Linked DNA regions of Mus musculus: regions 1 and 3 are each linked to region 2. A link is a contact called in public Hi-C data. All regions are on one chromosome and are shown on one strand. Each heading gives the region's core, a stretch centred on a gene start, on an enhancer-like site or on the middle of the called end of the contact. The rest is flanking DNA. Distances are from core to core; before and after follow the strand shown.

Evidence for each region. Hi-C and Micro-C count contacts between places; a contact is called where the count stands out from the background.
Region 1: a contact with region 2 is called in a Hi-C map of muscle stem cells, with 2.1 times the contacts expected there. The contact joins two enhancer-like sites. A contact is called at or near these places in 1 of 15 datasets of contacts at CTCF or cohesin (the NIH/3T3 cell line) and 4 of 484 Hi-C or Micro-C datasets (adipose-derived mesenchymal stem cells, cerebellum, embryonic fibroblasts and 1 more).
Region 3: a Hi-C map of uterus shows a contact between it and region 2, with 4 times the contacts expected there. The contact joins two enhancer-like sites. A contact is called at or near these places in 1 of 39 promoter capture datasets (the 3T3-L1 cell line), 5 of 15 datasets of contacts at CTCF or cohesin (CD8 T cells, the NIH/3T3 cell line, embryonic stem cells and 2 more), 30 of 484 Hi-C or Micro-C datasets (the 3T3-L1 cell line, the AML12 cell line, the C10 cell line and 18 more), 5 of 115 datasets of contacts at active chromatin or transcription factors (the NIH/3T3 cell line, embryonic fibroblasts, embryonic stem cells and 2 more) and 1 of 9 other capture datasets (embryonic stem cells).

Annotation. Positions count from the first base shown.
Region 1 is chr12:70,878,510-70,882,754 of GRCm38.p6, forward strand. It overlaps Frmd6 (FERM domain containing 6), which reads left to right. Exons shown (of 14, transcript NM_028127.3): 6 at 2,110-2,296. Among named protein-coding and RNA genes, the nearest start is that of Gm32664, 23 kb to the right of the region's middle. Within about 2 kb of position 2,877, at least 67 of the 459 cell types and tissues checked have an H3K27ac peak or open chromatin away from gene starts, as enhancers often do. A contact at or near this core is called in muscle stem cells, where this site is marked.
Region 2 is chr12:70,596,110-70,600,704 of GRCm38.p6, forward strand. The region is part of intron 1 of Gm40436 (a long non-coding RNA gene); the gene reads left to right. Among named protein-coding and RNA genes, the nearest start is that of Gm40436, 7.8 kb to the left of the region's middle. Within about 2 kb of position 2,567, at least 26 of the 459 cell types and tissues checked have an H3K27ac peak or open chromatin away from gene starts, as enhancers often do. A contact at or near this core is called in muscle stem cells and uterus, where this site is marked.
Region 3 is chr12:70,905,831-70,909,805 of GRCm38.p6, forward strand. It overlaps Gm32664 (a long non-coding RNA gene), which reads left to right. Exons shown (of 4, transcript XR_381658.4): 2 at 2,645-2,768; 3 at 2,989-3,145; 4 at 3,766-3,950. Gm46355 (a long non-coding RNA gene) reads right to left here. Exons shown (of 2, transcript XR_001780623.2): 2 at 3,623-3,975. Among named protein-coding and RNA genes, the nearest start is that of Gm10457, 4.1 kb to the right of the region's middle. Within about 2 kb of position 1,256, at least 31 of the 459 cell types and tissues checked have an H3K27ac peak or open chromatin away from gene starts, as enhancers often do. A contact at or near this core is called in muscle stem cells and uterus, where this site is marked.

The DNA of each region.
Region 1 (4,245 bases), core at 1,627-4,126, 280 kb after region 2:
CGGGCCGGAGCCTCGGTGCCCTCTGCAGCGCTTCTTTCGGCAGACACCAAGCACATCCTGGTGCCAGCGCTGCCTGCCTTCCGCCTGTTAGCACATAAACGCTGCAGCAGCAGCAGCACTTGGGGCTTTGCTTGTTTCTTCACATTCTTGTATTCTTGGTGCCCACCACACCAGAGGCACATTGGTTTCTTCCTGAGTGTGGCAGGCTGAGGGAGAAAACGTTAATGCCACCAGCTCACATTTGCACACTCAGCCCAAAGGAGCTGTCAGTGTTTTGGAACAAGATTTATTAAATATGCTTATATTCTTTCCCAAGAGGGACAGGGCCACAAACTCTCAAACTCCTTGGTTTTCCATTAGCCTGGTTTCCCCTTCACTTGAGGTCTTGCTCGTACTCTTAATCACTAGTTTAAAAATTAAGAGTAAGCACACATCTTTAATCCCAGCACTTGGAAGGCAGAGGCAGGCAGATCTCTGCGGCCAGCCTGGTCTACAGAATGAGTCCCAGGACAGCCAGGGATACATAGAGAAACCCCTTCTTGAAAAACAACAAGAAACTAAGTGTGAGCCTGGAGAAGGGGGAGCTTCCTATGAAATCAAGGGTGCAAGCTGAGGGGCGGAGAACAGACTCTATCTTCTTGGAAACGGATGCATGATCCGTGTCAGGGTGTAAACTAGACTTAGCTGGTTGTGAACCTCTTTCTTTGGTGTGGGATTCAGTGCTAGAGATTACACTTCAGCGAACAGAAACTACAGGAAACATGAGCTTGTTTTCCTTTTCCTTTTAAACTTTGAGAGACCTTCATATGAAAGAAGAAATACGCGGGGCTAATGTTCCATGAAAAGCTAGCATTTGCTATTTTCTGTCGTCAGCAGGTGCAAAGTAAGAGTAAGGAGTATTAGTACATAGAGCATATTTCTAAGGCCTAGAAAGGTCATTAGTCAGCCTTCGCCTGCATGAAGTGCACACCCACTTTATATGGTAGGGATGGAATGCCCTGTAAAGAAGGAAAATAGATGACTTAGCCACGAGTAAACCCCATAGGGCTAATGAATGTTAACCCTTTATCTCTGTGCCCCCGCCCCCGCCCCACATACACACAGACACATACATACATACACCATCCAACAGCACTGAGTAGTGCCCTATCCTCGGGAAAAGAATTCCACAGATGCCTTCCCCTTAAGCTCTTCATCCTTAGCCCTGGTCTTGGTCTTAGGCACATATGTTTCTGTTATCATCTGCTGGTGAGCTGTGACCGCAGGTAGAGGCCAGGGACCTCCCTGAAGGCGCACACAGCCACAGTTGTTTTCCTTAATTATAATCTGCTCATGAACATTTCTTCTGATGTGACTAGAGGTCCTGTGACCCACCCACCCCTGCTAGCACCCCTGCCAGCACTGCCCATTCACCTATTCGGTGGACTGGATTTATTTCTGGCTTGGGTGGACTCGAGCGTGCACTATTAGCATTTCCTTGTGGAGGGAGTGTCATGGTTGTCGAGGCTTGTGCCCGTGAAAACACTCCATAAAGCATCCTCCTCCTCCTGTAGAACAAGGCATGTTCTTCAAGGAAAGCATTGGTTCTTTCATCCTCGGGGCAGCGGGGAAAGTAACAAGCCACTGGTGCTCAGATCTCCTATAAGCGTTTTACGTGCTGTAGAGCATCTGTGATGCGCTAAGGAGGGGAACAATCAAGGACCATCAAACAGGGAGGCCAGGCTTGCCCCTCGGTTTGTTCCCACTAAGGGAGTGAGAAGCACAACGTCGCTATGCAGACTGCAAGCGCCCAGCTTCTGGCACGTCCAGCTTGTGTTCTGTGACATATGCACCTTACTGGAGTGGAGTCCCTCAGAGCTGCCTTTTCTTTGGATGAGCCAAAGGCTGTGAGCTTTAGGGTCTGTTTTTGGCAGCTGAGCCTTCTGCCCCTGCAGCCTCCTGAGGTGGTGATCTGGTTCCAGCTTGGGTCTTCCCCACCTCAGTGAGGAGGACCCAAGGGAGCCGAAGCAAAGGGCCTCTGCTAGCAGATGCATATGAAATTTGGGATCTGTTGGCATGTGCTTGTAACATTCCACCAAAACATGACTGCTGTTTTCCCGTATTTTCTAGTGACCGAATTGCAAGATACTATTATTACTGGCACCTACGGAAACAGGTGCTGCACTCCCAGTGTGTGCTCAGAGAGGAGGCCTACTTCCTGCTGGCAGCCTTTGCACTGCAAGCTGACCTCGGCAACTTCAAAAGGAAACTGCACCACGGAGACTACTTTGAGCCAGAGGCTTACTTCCCGGCATGGGTAGGTACTGTCTGGATTCTCCATACTGCCTGTTCAGACACAAGCCTCTTCAAGAGATGAGCCTGCATGTTCTGGGCCCAGGGAAATCGCTGTGATGCCCAACTACCAATCGGAGGCTGGGAATCTTTCCTAGTCTGCTCATGACTGAGGAGGCTCTCTGGCCATCTTAAATGCAGAAGAACTTCAGCTTACCCAGCCCCGTGTTGGAATGTGCATAGCAGTGATACTCTGGGGTTTTTTGTTTTGGGGGGGTGGCGGTTTGTTTTGTTTTTTAAGCAGGGTTTCTCTGTGCATCCCTTGCTGTCCTGGAACTCACTTTCTAGACCAGACTGGCCTTGAACTCACAGAGATCCACCTGCTTCCACCTCCCAGGTGCAGGGACTGAAGGTGTGCAAGCCCACGCCTGGCTAGCGGCGACACTCTCCATCCTCCCGGTGAATTGTATTTTTCCCCTTTGAGGGAAAATGATTACTTCTCAAGCGATGAGATCATTCACAGTTTTAATGGGCTGAGAAAACAACTCTGAATCAACATTTGGCTCTGACCTCTGTGTCCTTCCCTGCCAGGCGAGGAGCCGTCCCCTTCTGTCAGGAGAAGATAGATAGATGTAGGTCATTCTGGCAGGAGTAGGCTCACACACATGCTCCGTAGCCTGTTGGGGTTGCCAGTCCTCCTGCAGGCCGCTCTGTCCCTCTCTTCTGTGGCCTCGGCTCTGGCTCAGGCTCTCTCCCCTACTGTTGATGTTCACCGGAACAATGGGTCACCTGCGTCCACAAAGCAGAACCGCCTGGCTGGCTTCCCAAAAGATAGGCCAAGTGTGCTTGACTTTCTGGCAGCTTCCTTCCCATCCGTGTGCGTTCCTCGGTCCTCTTCCCCCACCTGCTCCCCTTCAGGCAAGCACATGCCATCTCTCGGGTCATTCATGCCCTTTATGTTGCCTGATTCAGTAGGCGCTCTCTTCTCCTTTTGCTGAATTTTTCTGCTGCCCTTGGCACCTAGCCACTTACACCAGGGAGATTTCATCCCAATCACGGTTTTTCATGCCTACCTTCAGAATATGCAGGTAATGCCTAAATATGCCTGCCCTGTACAGTGAGGTGGCTACTCATTCCTTAGTTCCACAGACTCGGAACACCCCCAATCACACTCCTCCCTCCCCCACCTCCACAGAAACAGCCCTACCTCTGTTCCCCTGTTGTCAGAGGGCTGGAGGCTGCCATAGGCCCAGTTGCCAGAACCTGGCATCACATGGACTTGGCTTGGCACTGTGCCTCTGCCACATTCCTACCCACATGCTCTGATGTGCCCACTCCATTTCCTGTTACCCTGCTTAGTCCCTATTTTGTCACTATTGGTTTCCTTCTAAGTCTACTGCATCCTTCCGTTTGGCGTTCCCTCCCTGGGTCTCAGAGCTCAGCACAGTGTTGCAGAGCTATTCCTGCTTCGGTGTCCCCCAGCTTGCTCTGAGAGGAGCGAGCCTCTTACTTTACACAGTACCTGCAGGAACTCCCCAGTCACCTGTGGTGTGAAGTCCTGGCTCCCAAGTGTGCAACTCCAGGATCTGGTTGATTTCTTAGACTGGATGCTCTGGCACCATCCAGCTGGTGACTCTACAGATGTGTCCACACAGCTGCTGGGGTGCCTTAAACTTCTGAACCCACCGCAGCCCCAAGCAGGGTTTCTCTCTGCAGCCCCAGCTTCCCTGAAACTGCCTATGCAGACCAGGGTGGCTTAGCACTCACAGAAATGCTCCTGCCTCTGCCTCCTGAGTGCTGGGATTAAAGGTGTGGGCCACCACCGGCCTCCATGTAGAATCCTTTGTGAAGTATGAAAAGTAAGCACCAAACAACAGATGCTGAAGTCACGTTAGAGCTGAAAACTCGCCAGTGTCCCCCACTGCCACCATCCGAAGCCCTTGCTTCTGCTCGTGTTGCCACTGGCTTTTTGTG
Region 2 (4,595 bases), core at 1,317-3,816:
ACCATTCACTTCTTCAGTTACTATTTTATTCTTTATAACATCAAAGTTAGGCTAGAATCACAATTGCTTGAAGAATGAATTATAATAGAGGTATCAAATAATAGTGGCTCATCTAGAAAAGGGGCTTCCAAATGTACGGGGTAGGAAAGGGCTGAGGTCGCCTCCTCTCATACAACCTGGTAGGAAGCTGGAGGGAGTCTCTTGCTGCCCTAACAATTTATGCTGTTGTGATGGTTAGAAGAGACTGGCTATTTAGGTACTTAGAATAGAAATGGATCGTGTCCTTATATAGTTAATGATTTTTATTTTCACACACACACACACCATGTACAACATACAGAACTGCATACCTCTTTACAATCATCTCACAGTTATTTAAAAACCACACTAAGTCTGGTAGGATCTTAGGCACAGTTATAGTGAAAAAGCATTTCTCATAACATAGACATGGAAATATTTGGTGCTGGAAAGAATTTGAGAGAGTATCATTTCTTTAGGATGCAGACAAAAAGACAGAAGTCCAGAGTGGTCAGGTCACATGGTTACTGTTACAAAGCCAATTAAAGCCAGACTCAACATCAGAGCTTAGCTCAGTGAAGTTGGACCTGGACTATTAACCATAGGAGGGAAGGCAATGCTCACCTCACTTACTAAATGGCTGAAGAGTGGGTTTCAGACATTCCTGTAGGCCAGAGCCTCCTGAGGTGCCTCGGAGTCCTGAACAGCTAGTCCACAGTTAACCCAGGAGCCTTGGATGGAGGTCCAATGGTCAGCATTGTAAGAGGTCACTCTGAAAGATTTCCAAAGGCAACTTGCAAGAAAAATATCAAGTTCAGTTGTCATGTCCTATCATGTCCTCAGTGAGGTCTGAGTGTTGACTCAGTTAAGTTCAACTCAGGTCAACACTGTGGCCCCAGATATGGTTACAGGATGATGTGTCTGTCCTTTGAAAGGAGAAGAGACAACTACTAGGATATAAGAACTCATAGCATCAGTCAGTGCCCTTACCCAACCTTGAAAAGACCTCAGGCATAATCTCAGAAGGCCTGGGACCTCCTTTCTGGACATTTAAGACTTAAACAGGCTCTCAGACCTCAGGTCTCTCCCTTGACTCTTTTGGAAAATTGCTTAAGAGAATGGAGTTTTCCATGATAGCTTTAGTGATACTGAGATGCATAATATTTCACTAGTGCCCACTATCGATCATATAATTTAACAAGTTGTATTTTAATTTTTTCTTTTCATTTCAACTTCTCCAATCTTTCTAAAAATTGTCATCTATTTATAGGGGAATTGAAAGCTTTGTGATATTTCATTGGCGTGCATGTTGCTTAATTAAGCTCTATAATTACAGTAAAAACTGAGGCAGTACAAACAGGTTTGGGAACAAACACAACCAATTCTTGGTGGGTTGCAAAGCACAGCTAGTGGGAGTGTGTGATTCACACAGAACCTGGACGGTGAGTACTCTTCATGGTGCTGTTAGACAAGTGATTGTAACGGATGCAGAGTCAGTTAATCGGGAGGCCTTTGAGACATCCAGGGGGCTATCTAAGCTCTAAAGAGCTTCCTTTGCACAGTAACTTATTTGACCAATTTCCCATGTTGGGCATCTGAGCACCCCACCTCTATGCCACTGTTAAAGTAACGCAGCATTCAGTACCCACGCAGGTAAATCACTGGGCACCATCATGATTATTCCCAGACTTGGAATGGCAGGGTAAAATTATATACATCTTGAAAGCCTTTAGTGCATATTTTTGAATTGCCCTTCAGAAAGGTTTCCCTGGAGTTGATATTTTAAAACACAATTTAAAATAACCAGAGGGCTTTGACTAGGCAGTCTAATTAAACAACCAACTCCATTTTCCCGCATGTGGTAAGAATTTAAGCTCCCCCCCATAAACAGTGATTTCACCTCCTTTTAGGCATGGTTGGAAAACACCTCCTTTTTTTGTTTTCTGCGACAATAGCAACGGTTCCCACGGACAGAATTTATTTTTTCATCTAGTAATTCAATCCATTTGGTTTTAGGATGTGGCTAGGAAAAATGAGCCAAAGATGCAAGATTAAGGCAGCTTGACTCTTATGCCATGTATGTAGTCCAACTTTGGGTTTGGCCCGGTCCAGTTGCCATGGTTTGTGAGGTTGTGTTGTAGCAACAAGGTCCTCAAGCTTCAGTGTGTGAAATGTGAGGTCCCTCCGTGAGGAACATTCTGAACTCTGGGAGGGAAAGGCTCGGGGATCAGGTGGTGTCTTGGACCAGCTCTCTGGAATGCCCATTCTATCCCAAGTTCCAGCCAAGAGCAAAACAGTCATCAATTCTCTAAAGAGCTTTTTCCGTCCTTTGGAACATCCCCCGGGTGGGAATCCAACATGCTAAGGTTGACAGGGTGTGAATGAGGGACACGCGGCCATCGAGCTTAAACTAATGTGAATCACAGTATAGGCATACGACTGCGTCCCTTGGCTTTCTTCCTGCGTATCTGGGACGAGGAGGGTGCACGAGGGAGCTAGTCTGATGCCTTTTGGCACCCGTTGGGGCTTGACGTGGCTGTGGGGAGGAGGGTGTTGGAGAGAGTGTGGAAAATGGAACTGAAATCTCTGCTTCCCTCAGGCCACACATCTGGACAGCTGGACCAAGAGTAAAAAGCCACAGGACTGGGACAAAATGGAGTCAGAGTCACCAGCATAGTCCCTAGGCAGTAGAATGAGGTCTGGGTGGGTAAACTCAGCCAAGATGGCACAGTATGACCTTGGAGGGCAGCTTCTAAAATCTTCGCAAATATCTGTGTGGGTTAAGTTCTGCTAACTTAAAACACTGGTGTGAAATGGGCTGCTAGGATTTATTTAGGTGAAAGGGATAGATATCTGTCAGTGTCAGCAGGTTGTATAGATATTATACTTTTGTTTTCTAAAAATGTCCAAATCTTACAGAGGAGCAGGAAGGGTCATTAAAGCTCTGGCCAGGCAATCTTTGCTCCTACCCATGGAGAGAGAACAGAAAGGCTTTGCTCCCACCCATGGAGAGAGAACAGAAAGGCTTTGCTCCCACCCATGGAGAGAGAACAGAAAGGATTCTGGACCCTTTCCCATGTCTCTCCCAAATGCTAGTAGGGGCCTAGAATTCCCCAGAAGAAATTCATCTGGGGGGAGTTCATGGTAAGCGAAAACATTTTCAAAGTCAAAGACACATAATAAATAAAATATATGGAAGGGCAATGAGAGACAAGAGGCCTAGCTGAGGGAAGTGATTCATCAGTACATCACTGATCAATACATACTTGGTCATGTACGTATCCAGTCCCTGGGTCTTCCTTTTCAGAGAACATTGCTGCCCTGGTTTCAGTGTCAATCACAATCTAGTTCTTCCTTAGTGTCTTGCTTTTATTTTTAATGCTTTTTTTTCCCTTTGAGGCAGGGTCTTGCTGTTTAGCTAAGGCTGGCCACAGTCTTGCCATCTTCCTGCCTTAGCTATTTCAGTCTTAGGATTATAAGTGTCCCCACTTAGTTCATAGGCACTTAATTTTTATTTTTTTTAATTTATTCTTTCTATTAATTAACTAATTAATTTACTTCACATCCAGATGGCAGCTTCTCCTCCCTCTTCTCCTCCCAATCCTTCCCTCTTACCTCCCCTCTCCCTAACGCTCTCTCTTTCTCCTCAGAAAAGAGGAGGCCTCCCATGGATATCAACCTGCCTTGGCAAGCCAAGCTGTAGCAGGATTCGATGCATCTTCTTCTACTGAGACTCCTATTTTAGGTGTTAGAGTGTATGTATGTGCACCATGTGCATGCAGTACCTGTGCAGACCTGCAGAGGGCGTGGAATACCCTGGAACTGGAGTTACAGAAGGTGTAAGCCACCATGTGAGCGCTGGGAACGGAACCCAGGTTTGCTGTAAGATCAAGTTCTCTTAACTGCTGAGCCATCATCGATTGTTCCAGTCCCAAGAAGCACTACATTTTAATGGAGCTGATATTAACTCTATTTTCTTTGTGGCTTTGGCTTTTACTTCTTACTCTAAAGTGATTTTCTAACAGTTTTAAAGATATGATCCAGTATGTATGTATGTATGTATGTATGTATGTATGTATGTATGTATGTATTTCTTAAAATGTCACTATTAATTTCCCCCCTAAAGTTTTTAATTCACCAGAATTTTCATGTAAGTTCTTAAGAGGAGACCAAATTTGAACTGTTTTCTTTATGAACAGAATGTGGTGTGTGTGTGTGTGTGTGTGTGTGTGTGTGTGTGTGTTTGTGTGTGTGCCTGTATGTGTTGTGTGTGTGTGTGTGTGTGTGTGTGTGTGTGTGTGTGTGTGTGCGTGGTGTGTGCATGGTGTGTGTGTATGATGAGTGTTGATTGAAGCTAGGGCCTTGGATATCCTAGACAGATACACTGCCACTAGGTTTTATCTCCAGGCCCTTCAGCTCCATTTTTAAAGTCCATGTTTTGCACTGAAATGTCCTCTCTGCCGTCATCCACATATGTTATAATCCTCTCTGATCTATTTCATCCTAGAATTACACACCAGTGGTTCAGTTAACATACTATATAGTAATTCTTTACAAGCACTTAGACGAATTCTTCC
Region 3 (3,975 bases), core at 6-2,505, 310 kb after region 2:
GAGATTAAGAAGAAGAAAGTGAGAGCTGGAAAGATGGCTCAGAGGTTAAGAGCACTGACTGATCTTCCTGAATGTCCTGAGCTCAATTCCCAGCAACCGCATAGTGGCTCTCAACCATCTGTAATGGGATCTAATGCCCTCTTCTGGTATGTCTGAAGACAGCTACAGTGTACTCATATGCATAAAATAAATAAATATTTTTTTACTTCAGCCTTTTAAAAAAACTTTTTATTACATATTTTCTTATTTACATTTCAAATGTTATCCCCTTTCCTATTTTCCCCTCCGAAAACCCCCTATCCTCTCCCCCATCCCCCTGCTCACCAACCCACCCACTCCCACTTCCTGGCCCTGGCACTCCCCTATACCGAGGCATAGAACCTTCACAGGACCAAGGGCCTCTCCTCCCACTGATGACCGACTAGGCCATCCTCTTAAATAAATCTTTAAAAGAAAAGGAAAAAAGTGGAGACAGGCCTTCTCTGTGTGCATCCTGGCTGCTGTAAAGAGATCTGTTCGGTTGATACCCCTGACACCTCTGAGACAGTGAGCTAACACAGATATTCTACACTAGCATGGTGCAGAGACACGACATGGTTATCAGTGTGAGCTTACCCGTTAGGTGCATTGCAAATGAGCGTGAAGGACATTGAGCAAGGGTCTGAGTAAATTTGAAGAGACCAGCGAATGACAGAAAAAGACCTTTGCTGTTTTCTTCTAAACTACATATTCTTCTCAGGAAATTAGTATTTTAGAGAAACATCATAGGCCGGATGGGTGATTTAGTAAGCACGGGTGTTTGCAGCCAAGCCTGATACCCAGGTTTGAGCCCCAGAAAACGCATGATATCCTCCCACACATTGTCCTCTGACCTTCACATACACACACATACCACATGCACACCTCCATTAAATAGATGTGAATTTTAAAAATTAAACTAAATGAATCGGGGAGTAAATGCCTTTTAGAGAAAACTCTATCATCAATATTGTTGGGGGTAGAATGTATTTCACGCAGAAGACTAGAGAAGGTTGTCACACAGAGAAGAGAGAGCTTTACAGTACAGAGCTAAGTGAATGTTCCAGGGAAGAGTTGAGAGAGAACGGGAGTCCTCCCCGGAAAGCAGTAGCAAAAGGTCAAGAGGACAACAGGAAGAGAAAGAAAAGGCGAGGGTGCCGACATCCAGGACCTGCAGACATGGAAAACCAGCTGGTGCTCATGGGCCAGATGGAAAGAGAAGGCTTGCAAGAAATGACTCAGAGGGAAGACAGGCATGTCCAAACAAGGAAGAAAAAAAAAAAATGCAGGGAACGCCCGAAAACCAGTTCAAGGCAGATCATCAGGGAATTTTCAAAAACCGAGAAAGTCTCATAAACGTGGTTGTTTCTTAAAGAACGATACAGGAGGTTTATAGTTCTGTGAAGAATGAAAGAGCTGGTGATACAAATTCACACTGAGCAAACCAAAGAGCAGCAAACTGAGGACACCTGGTCAGGTAGCACTGTCTGCTCCCTACCGGAGCAGAAACCAGTGCCTGGGGGAGGGTGTGTGTAAAGGTGCCTGGGAGAGTCTCACCTTTGCTTTTAGAAAGCTGCTAATGGCCTAACGTGAAGGAAGAAGCGTTTAGAAAGCAGAATGCCTTTGAGAAGTATGGACATAAATCCTCCTCTGAAACCACACTGTGGGTTGAAATCATTGCTGTGTGGAAATGGTGCCTAGTAGTGTCTTTGACTCTTAACTTATGCAAATGTACCGCTTGGATACAATGTTTTTGTTGTTGTTGTTTCTTTTTTTTTTTTTTTTTTTTCTTTTTTTAAAGAGATCAAATTTATTTCACTCACTAACTACTGAACTGCTCTTAGTGGCTTCGCTTTCCTGGAAAGGGTGGCGTTGATGGGGTGGTGACATGGCTTCTGTCCGGCAAGTATTGCTGTGTTTGGGTAGAAAAGATAGGACGGATGCATAGCCCAGTGGGCTGCAGCTCCTCCAGAGGCCCAAAGACGCTTCCTGGCAGTGAACTCGGACTATTCAGCGAGGTGCTGGGATATTAATGAAAAGCCTGGAGGGGCCACATGGGAGTTGTTAGTAGGAAGGTGCCAGAAGGTAAGGCGGCTCCCTTTTCTGGGCAGGCAGGGGAGCGTGGCGCTGATGCCCTTGAGAGCGATCTGGTTTGAGTTTCCTCACTGAGAACAGCCAACAGATGGGTGTCTGGTAACCCAGCGCCCCTGTTAAGAGGATCCAAGTCAATTGTTCCACCTGGCACTGGGGCCGGCTCTGCCTCCAGTTTCAGCTTCAAGCCTCTTGGGGGCTAAGGACAAAAAGTGGAAGCTGAGACTGTATTCAGAGGGAGGGGCTGTAGACACAGAGGGTGCGGTGCCTGGAGTTGAGGGAAAGGATATCTCACCAGAAATCTGTGAACCAGCCCACCCTAGATCAAGGGCTAGGAAATCTAAAGGAGGCTCTGAAGCTACATCGGGAGCTTTTCTAAGAGCCAATCAGAACCTGGAGGAGTGCTGCCAAGGACCATGAAACCCATCCAGCCTTCAACTCCTCTCAGACTCCTGTTGGTACTAAACATACACACCCGAGCCACAGCCCCAAGCAGCCATCTCTGAGTTCTTTATCTTCTTCTTCTGTCCCCAAGTTCAGATGCAAAGGGAACTGTCTGCACCCAGGAGCCTGGGATGAATGTTGAAACTCTGCCTTTTAAACTGGGGACCTGACCACCTCTGTCTGTGATGTATTGGTGCCACAGGAGCCCACGGAAGGTGAGGGCGTGGCTCCCAGGTAGGGGGCGGAGCTCCCCAGTAGGGGCGGGGCTATTTGGTAGGGACTCTCCTATAGGTCATTGCCATTTTTTCATTCCAGTCATCTCCAGGGAGTGATGGTGTGAAAAAGGAGGGGCAGAGATCATCAGGGAAGGTGAAGTGATGAATGTATTAGATGCTAAAGATTAACAAAGCTTTCTTTGTTCTTTAAAAATTGCAGTTAAGTTGTTCGAGTAGGTTCAGAAACCATTCCCCTCCTCGTTTGCAACGGCATCCCAAGGACCTAATTAGTGCAGGGCCTGGCATAGGAAAGGTGCCCAATTAATGCTGAAGTTAGCAACAAGTGGAAGTTCTGTAGCCACGTGCCAGGAAGCCAGGTGAGTAGGGTAGATCACAAACACGTCTCCCCCTCTCCACTCTTCCTATGATCCATCTCTCCATTCTGGTCTGCGCTCCCGCCTCTACTCTGACAGTTCTCGCCAGCCCTCCAGTTCTAAAGCTGGCTTCTATTGTGTCTTTACCCTGTAGAGGCTTGTCAATAGCACCTGTCCTAACCTCCAATTCTGACTCACTAACCCATTTATTTACTATTTTCTGATGGTTGGTCTCCTCTTACATCATCACAGTGTAGGCTCTGAGAAAGCTTGCTAATAGACGTACTAACCATAGTCTTCCAGGGGTGCAGACCAGAGCAGCGATACAGGCACCCGTCTGACCCCTCGTGGAAACCCTACTGGACCAGGTGTACATGCACCCCTATGCAGCTTCTGATCAGATATGTAGAACAGCAGACATATGGATTTAGATAAGTGACTATAATAACGTTTGGCTATGGTAGAAAACTTAGCCGTAGATGAACAAGAAGAGGAAGAGACTTGTATTCATCCTAAATTACACATTTTTTGTTTTGTTTTGTTTTGTTTTTCTGAGTGGGGCTGATCTTAGGATGGATTTTGCCTACTCGGTGTTAACTTTCCTCCAATTCCATCCTCGGAAGCTGCTGGTGCCCCAGGGTGGTCGTGCTGTGCATTGAGTTTTCCTCACCGATGGACAACAAGCAAGGATTATCTTGAGCAGAGAGCTGAAGCGCAGTACAAGATGGTTTTGCTCTGGGGAAGACAGAAGCACATCAGATCGGATGAAATAGGAAAGCAGCTCTCGGAAGTGATCAGAAGACGCTGAGCACTGAGGGTGGGTGGGGAGGGCG